Linked DNA regions of Mus musculus: region 1 is linked to region 2. Evidence: chromatin contacts called from public HiChIP or PLAC-seq data. All regions are on one chromosome and are shown on one strand. Each heading gives the region's core, a stretch centred on a gene start, on an enhancer-like site or on the middle of the called end of the contact. The rest is flanking DNA. Distances are from core to core; before and after follow the strand shown. Region 1 overlaps Ank3 (ankyrin 3, epithelial). Region 2 has its middle 68 kb from the start of Ank3.

Region 1 (2,918 bases), core at 315-2,814, 170 kb before region 2:
TCCACAGAGGAAAGCGCTGGAGTCTACTCAACTCAGGGCTCCTGGTAGCCACTGGGCAAAGCAGGCATGAGCCTGAGGCACAGGGTCCAGAATCTACAAAGCTGGTCTATGCTTAAGAGAGTATGATTCTCCCCTGAATGGTCCCAAGGTTTGAGAGCCAGCTTCACCCTACAGTGACGGCATTTCTCTGTGAATGGCTGGATACATCTGAATACACTGCCTTCAGATGAAGACCCTGGATTTTGATCTCTTCTCACTTCTGGAGTGAACATCCTTTCCAAAACACGAGGTCTGAAGGCAGCCACCCCCGCAAAACCTAAGCATCATCAGCGACCCCCTTACTTCACACTGCACTTTGTTACCCTGCCAGCCCCCAACTAAAATAATATTTCCAATAATGCTTTACTGTTATCAAAACAGTCACCTAAACACATCTGGGTGAGGATGGTATTTTGGGCACGCAGGCTGATTGCTGGGGGATAAGGAGGTACACACATCTGCTCCAGAGCAGTCTGTGTGGTTCTAATGACAGCATTCACCACGGAGACAGGGGGGGGGGCGATATTCAAGACTGCCAGACAAAAGAGACAGAAGGGGTGGATGAGGTGAGGGGGAGCTCTTCCGTCAGATGCTGCCATGGTGCTGGCATGTCATTGGTCCAAATGCCACCCATGGGCTTCAGGGATGACAGACAGCCTGCCAAGGCAGACATATAAACATGACAGAGGTAGGGGCTCTGACCAAGTGTCTGAAGTAAATTCTATCCAACTCAGACACAATTTTGTTATGCTTCCCAGTCTGAATATATACCCTGTCCCACCAGCATCCCATCAAAATCCACGGCAGGACTGTCCTCCAGGAAGGCCATCTGTGACTCTGGGACAGGTTAATAACAAGCTAAGTCTAACGACTGCCAGCTGTGAGCAGGGTAAGCATTGGGCGTGACTCCCTTGTAGGCTGGGATGGGGCAAGGTTGAGAATCACACAATCGAATAGAAATTCACACGTCTGACTCCCGGCAGAGGAGAGGGAATGGGGGTGAAAATTACCTCTTCTCACACAATTCCCGTTTGTCTGATCACCAAGAAAACAGCATATAAAGAGAAACTGCTCATGTGGCCCATGTGTGCTCATGCTGCTCATGGGGGCAAGAATGTGGTCTGAGGAAGGTGTCGAAGAAAGAGGGGGCTCACGGCAATATTTAACAAGGGTATCATGGGAGAGATTAAGGACCAGTGCATCCCACAGTTGGAAGGCCAGGATACACTTTTTCAGGTTATTCTATTGACACTTCAACACAAACACACACACACACACACACACACACACACACCAAAACAAACTAGCGTAAAAGACAAGGCTGATCTTTACAGCTTGGTGCATATATAGACTACAAAGACGCCTCCCTCTGTCAATCAAACTCCCCTCAAGAAGGCCATGGCTTCTCTTGGGAAGGTTGGTGATATTTTGACTCACGGGAGAAAATCACAGTTACCATTTGGTAGAAACCCCTGAGGGTTTTTCTCTGAAAAACTGTGAATATACCCTCTGCAAGCTAAACACTGCTCCCTCGCTGGGACATCTGCTACTGTCTGTCCACACTCTCTAGGGAGCCACCACTTCTTAGAGACCTGGAATCACTTGTAATTTTAGTCATAGTCTTCCTGAATTTCTATTTCCCCATGCAGTACCCTAAAAAGGAAAATATAGCTTCGTTGCTGCTATTGCTTGTTTTGGGGTGCAGCCTAGGGTCTCACCTAGGCCAGGTAAACCATCTACCACCGAGCCTTCTCAGCCCATACCTGGCAGCCGGTTTCTGATCAGGTTTATAATCGATCTACAAAACAAAATCAGTGGGGTTTCTGCCTCAGATGCACAGTGAAACCCCTTGAGGGGAGATTTTTTATTTTTCAACATACCAAGCCTGGGCTTCTGCCCCCAGAGACTCCGATTTAATTGGCTGGCATGATGCCTAGGTACGGACATTTTCCAAAGGCCCCCCAGGCACCTACCAGCTGATGATAATATAGAAACTGAGCCAAAAAAAGGTCTGTTCTGTCCTAGGGCCTTGGGTCTACAGCCAAGCCCCTTTCTCCAGAACTTGCTTGATTCTCCAGTCCTTACACTGTTCCTTGTGCAGCTGCCATTCCCTGTCTTACCTTTCCAACCTTGTTAAGGTAAGTCTTGCCAGCGCACAGCTATCTGCGCAGATTTGAGGGACTGTGGGAGCCCGAGGCACCGAGTCGCTTCTCACATGCATGCTGGGTCATAGGTCCTCATGCTTTATGCCTGGGCTCTCTCCCTAGCCTCACAGAGCCAATTTTATACCTGTGACACAAATGCAGAATCTGGATCCTAAACTTAAAAACACAATGCTGATAACAACAGTTGCTCTGCCTGTTCCAGCTTAGTCTGGATCTAGAATCCACCAAGCCAGGCAATATGCCTGTCTGGCTTTCCAAGGCAAACTTGCCAAAGCTCTATTTTGTTTTCTGACTGCGTTTCTATGGTGAAAGTAGATTCTTGTGCATTTTTAAAAAATTTACCACTAAGACCCCATATGAGGACTTTTACTAATGAGTTATACAATTCCAGGAAGTATCTGAAAGAATCTTACCCCTGGGTATACCCAGGGAACAGACCCTGAATTCCTGAACCCCGTGTAGGCTGTGTAAATTCTTATGGGTATCGCACAACAAAGCCCCACTTAGAGCTTCGAGCTGCTTGAAACAAGGGATGTATTTATACATTCACATTTGGTGATGAGCACAAGTCAATATACCCCCATTAGTCACACTTCACTGTGGCTATAGTGCAAGAAACTGCTGTGCAAGAAACTGCTTCACAAGAAGAAGGAGACTCTCCATTTCCATTCAAGAGAAGGAAGTGTCTCCAGCACAGAAGTATGGTGAGATGGA
Region 2 (2,913 bases), core at 302-2,801:
GACCATCTGTCAATGCCATGGGAAGCTGAATATTATTGAGAACCCAACCTATGGCAATTGAGGGTCATTTACTCTTGATTTTACTTGAAGCTCCACCTTGCAAAGGGCTACTAACTTGATATCATAGCATCGTGGATTAACTAAAGTCAGCTTTATTCTTTATTTTTTTTCTTTGTGTGTGTGTGTGTTTGCTTGCATGTATAGCTGTCCACCATATCTATACAGTGCCAGAAGAAGGTACCAGATCCCATGGAATTGTTACAGATAGTTGTGAGGCACCATGTGGGTTCTGGAAACCTGACCTGGGCCTTCATGGAATGCAGCCAGAACTCTTAACCACTGAGCCACCTCTCCATTTACCAGAAATCAGCTTTTAAGACACTCCTGTTGTTCTAAACGCTCCTCTTCCATGCAAGCTGCATTTGGTAATGTTCTATTGGCTTTTACATTTTTCTCTCAGGTCCCTGGGGGTTATCCAAGAGCAATGCAGCTGCTCCCCAGTCTCTGAAGTAGCCAGCCGTGACCCCGTGATTCTGTGTTCAGCACAGCTCTGCTGCAAAAGGGAACCATTTTTTTTTAACGTGGTCCAGGAGAAAATACAAGCATCCAAGTAAGACAGCTGAAAAGTCCTGACCTCTTCACATGGCCTTGAGGATGGAAAAGGCAGTCTGCAAGTCAGCTTTCCTCACAACTTCAGAGGAAGGCTCACTGTTAGGGAGCAAAAAATTAACACATCACAGAACCAGATACGAAACCCTAAAAGACAAACATCTTCTTTCCAAACCTTCCCTCTCAGGAGCTCTGATCCCATGAACATTTTCACCATGTGTTCTTTACTAACCCCTGAGGCACCTAACGGGTGTCACTCTGATTGGGTGACATTAAGGATGCTGTTAGCAGACAGCCAGCTGGCTAATCTGCCCTGCACTTCTAATGGGGCAGGAATTCCAAAAGGAACCCAACAGCATTTAATGCATCAAAAACCTTTTCAAATAGCAGGTTAGGATTTCTCTTTAACCTCAGGACTTGCTCTCTTAGTAAAAATAGCTCCCTTGCTCCCCCCACCCCTCCTTTTGAAAACCTACATTGAACAATGAGTCACCAGGTGACTTCCCTTCGCTTCTTTATTTCTGAGTTCTACTTCAAAGATAAAAACAGTCTCCCTTCTCTTTGTCTCCTCCCTTATACCTGAGCTCTATCATTCAAGGTCATGAAGGAGAAGGTTAAAACAAAACAAAAAATGTCCCTCATCTCACATAGAGCTGTTTATACGCATGCGAAGCAATTATGGCAATTAAAAATTTGAGGATCTCTAGAGATCCAGTTCAATGGCTGCTAAAACACGGCCGTTTAGAGAGCATCCTTCTGGTGTTGCTTAATTTATTTGAATAAAGGGTAGTGAGCGTCATATTTTAAATATCCGACGGCAGTAATCGGGCTGGTATTTGTTTTCATTTTCATTATTGGGTGCCTGAATAAATACCATTTGCATTCTCTGTCACCTCCAGCTAGCCAAGATGCTGCAAGATACATAATGGTGGATTGTTGCCATGGCAACTCCTCTACAACCACACGTTCTCTATGGCAACCCAAGCTCCCTGGAATACAAATGAAACTCCATAGCAACAGAGAGTCAAAGAGGTGATATCTGGAGACCAAAAAGCTCATGTAACATTTATTATCCACGTTATAGATACCTTTGCATGTTTGGCAAATAAAATTTGTATTCAAAAGATTGGCTAGAAAACACTGGTCATATATTAGAGATATTTTCCCAATTAAAAAAAAAAACACTATCGTACTTAAATTTTCTATCTGTTATAATATACTAATAAATATAAAATATATGTAATTCAAGTCTTTAAAGCAATTTATGTGAAAATCAGCATACACTTCCCTAGCTAGTGATAGATTATGAACTATAAATATAGGAATGTGGGACACACAAAGATAACCACTTGTGCTTATGTTTCTTTAACATTGTTATTCATCTGATTTTATTTTATTTGTTGTTCCTCTAGTTCCTTTTCTCTTCGATGGTGCAACAATGTAGCCCAGAAAAACAAAAACAAAAACAAAAATACCACCCTGGCTCTACTTCACAGCATGGTATACTTCAAGAGAAAAAGACCTCTGTGGTTCCTGACATGTCACCCACTTGACTATGAATCTGCACAAAGTATTTCATCTGAGTGTCAGTTTCTTAAAATGACAAAGGACGTGACACCTGCCTCCTCTTCATTTCCAGCTTGCTACAAGAAGTACTGGATAAGCCAGGAGCTCGCTGGAAAGAAATGAAGCACACTGTCATAGCTGAAGCAACCTCGAGCTAAGTGCTCCTCTTCATGATTTACATTTTTAAATGCTGCAGTGACTTGTAAAGTACACACACACACACACACACACACACACACACACACACACAAGGCAAGCTGTCGACTGGACAGCTGTGCACTGAGCACAAAATCTGCTGCCAGTGGTTGGTGGCTAAGATGAGCAGGCAGGTCCCTGCATTTGTAGCACTTCTGTTCTGTGGGTCCCTTGCATCCACGTAGTGTTTATGTTCTGGAAGGGAGCACTAGATGACGCCAGGACACAAAGAGGGCTCAGGACCAGAGCGGAGGATGCACCCTGTGACACTATGGACATAGACGTGTGGGGCTGGCCCAGGCTGGGTGGATGAGTGGTCAGGTCAGAGCTCCAGAAGGAATGAAGGGAAGATGATATGACATGTAGCATGAGGCTTTCAGAATGAGACAGAGCCATACTGGGAAGAGATGGGTGGCCAAGAGAAGGGGTGGTTGCCATAAGACCCTGAAGGAAGAAATAGTTCACTGTGTCTACATAGACAAAAGCCTGCCTAGTGATCAGAGGGACTGGGTGTAGAAGCTAGAGCAAGATGAGATGAAAATC

The links. HiChIP or PLAC-seq counts read pairs in DNA pulled down with a chosen protein or histone mark.
Region 1: an H3K4me3 HiChIP or PLAC-seq map of embryonic forebrain shows a contact between it and region 2, with 4 times the contacts expected there. The contact joins two enhancer-like sites. A contact is called at or near these places in 1 of 39 promoter capture datasets (embryonic stem cells), 1 of 15 datasets of contacts at CTCF or cohesin (the NIH/3T3 cell line), 32 of 484 Hi-C or Micro-C datasets (cerebral cortex, cochlea, cortical neurons and 15 more), 8 of 115 datasets of contacts at active chromatin or transcription factors (differentiating embryonic stem cells, embryonic basal ganglia, embryonic forebrain and 4 more) and 1 of 9 other capture datasets (embryonic stem cells).

The regions. Positions count from the first base shown.
Region 1 is chr10:69,634,152-69,637,069 of GRCm38.p6, reverse strand. The region is part of intron 1 of Ank3 (ankyrin 3, epithelial); the gene reads right to left. Among named protein-coding and RNA genes, the nearest start is that of Gm33464, 73 kb to the right of the region's middle. Within about 2 kb of position 1,564, at least 29 of the 459 cell types and tissues checked have an H3K27ac peak or open chromatin away from gene starts, as enhancers often do. A contact at or near this core is called in embryonic forebrain and forebrain, where this site is marked.
Region 2 is chr10:69,464,394-69,467,306 of GRCm38.p6, reverse strand. No RefSeq gene overlaps it. Among named protein-coding and RNA genes, the nearest start is that of Ank3, 68 kb to the left of the region's middle. Within about 2 kb of position 1,551, at least 58 of the 459 cell types and tissues checked have an H3K27ac peak or open chromatin away from gene starts, as enhancers often do. A contact at or near this core is called in embryonic forebrain and forebrain, where this site is marked.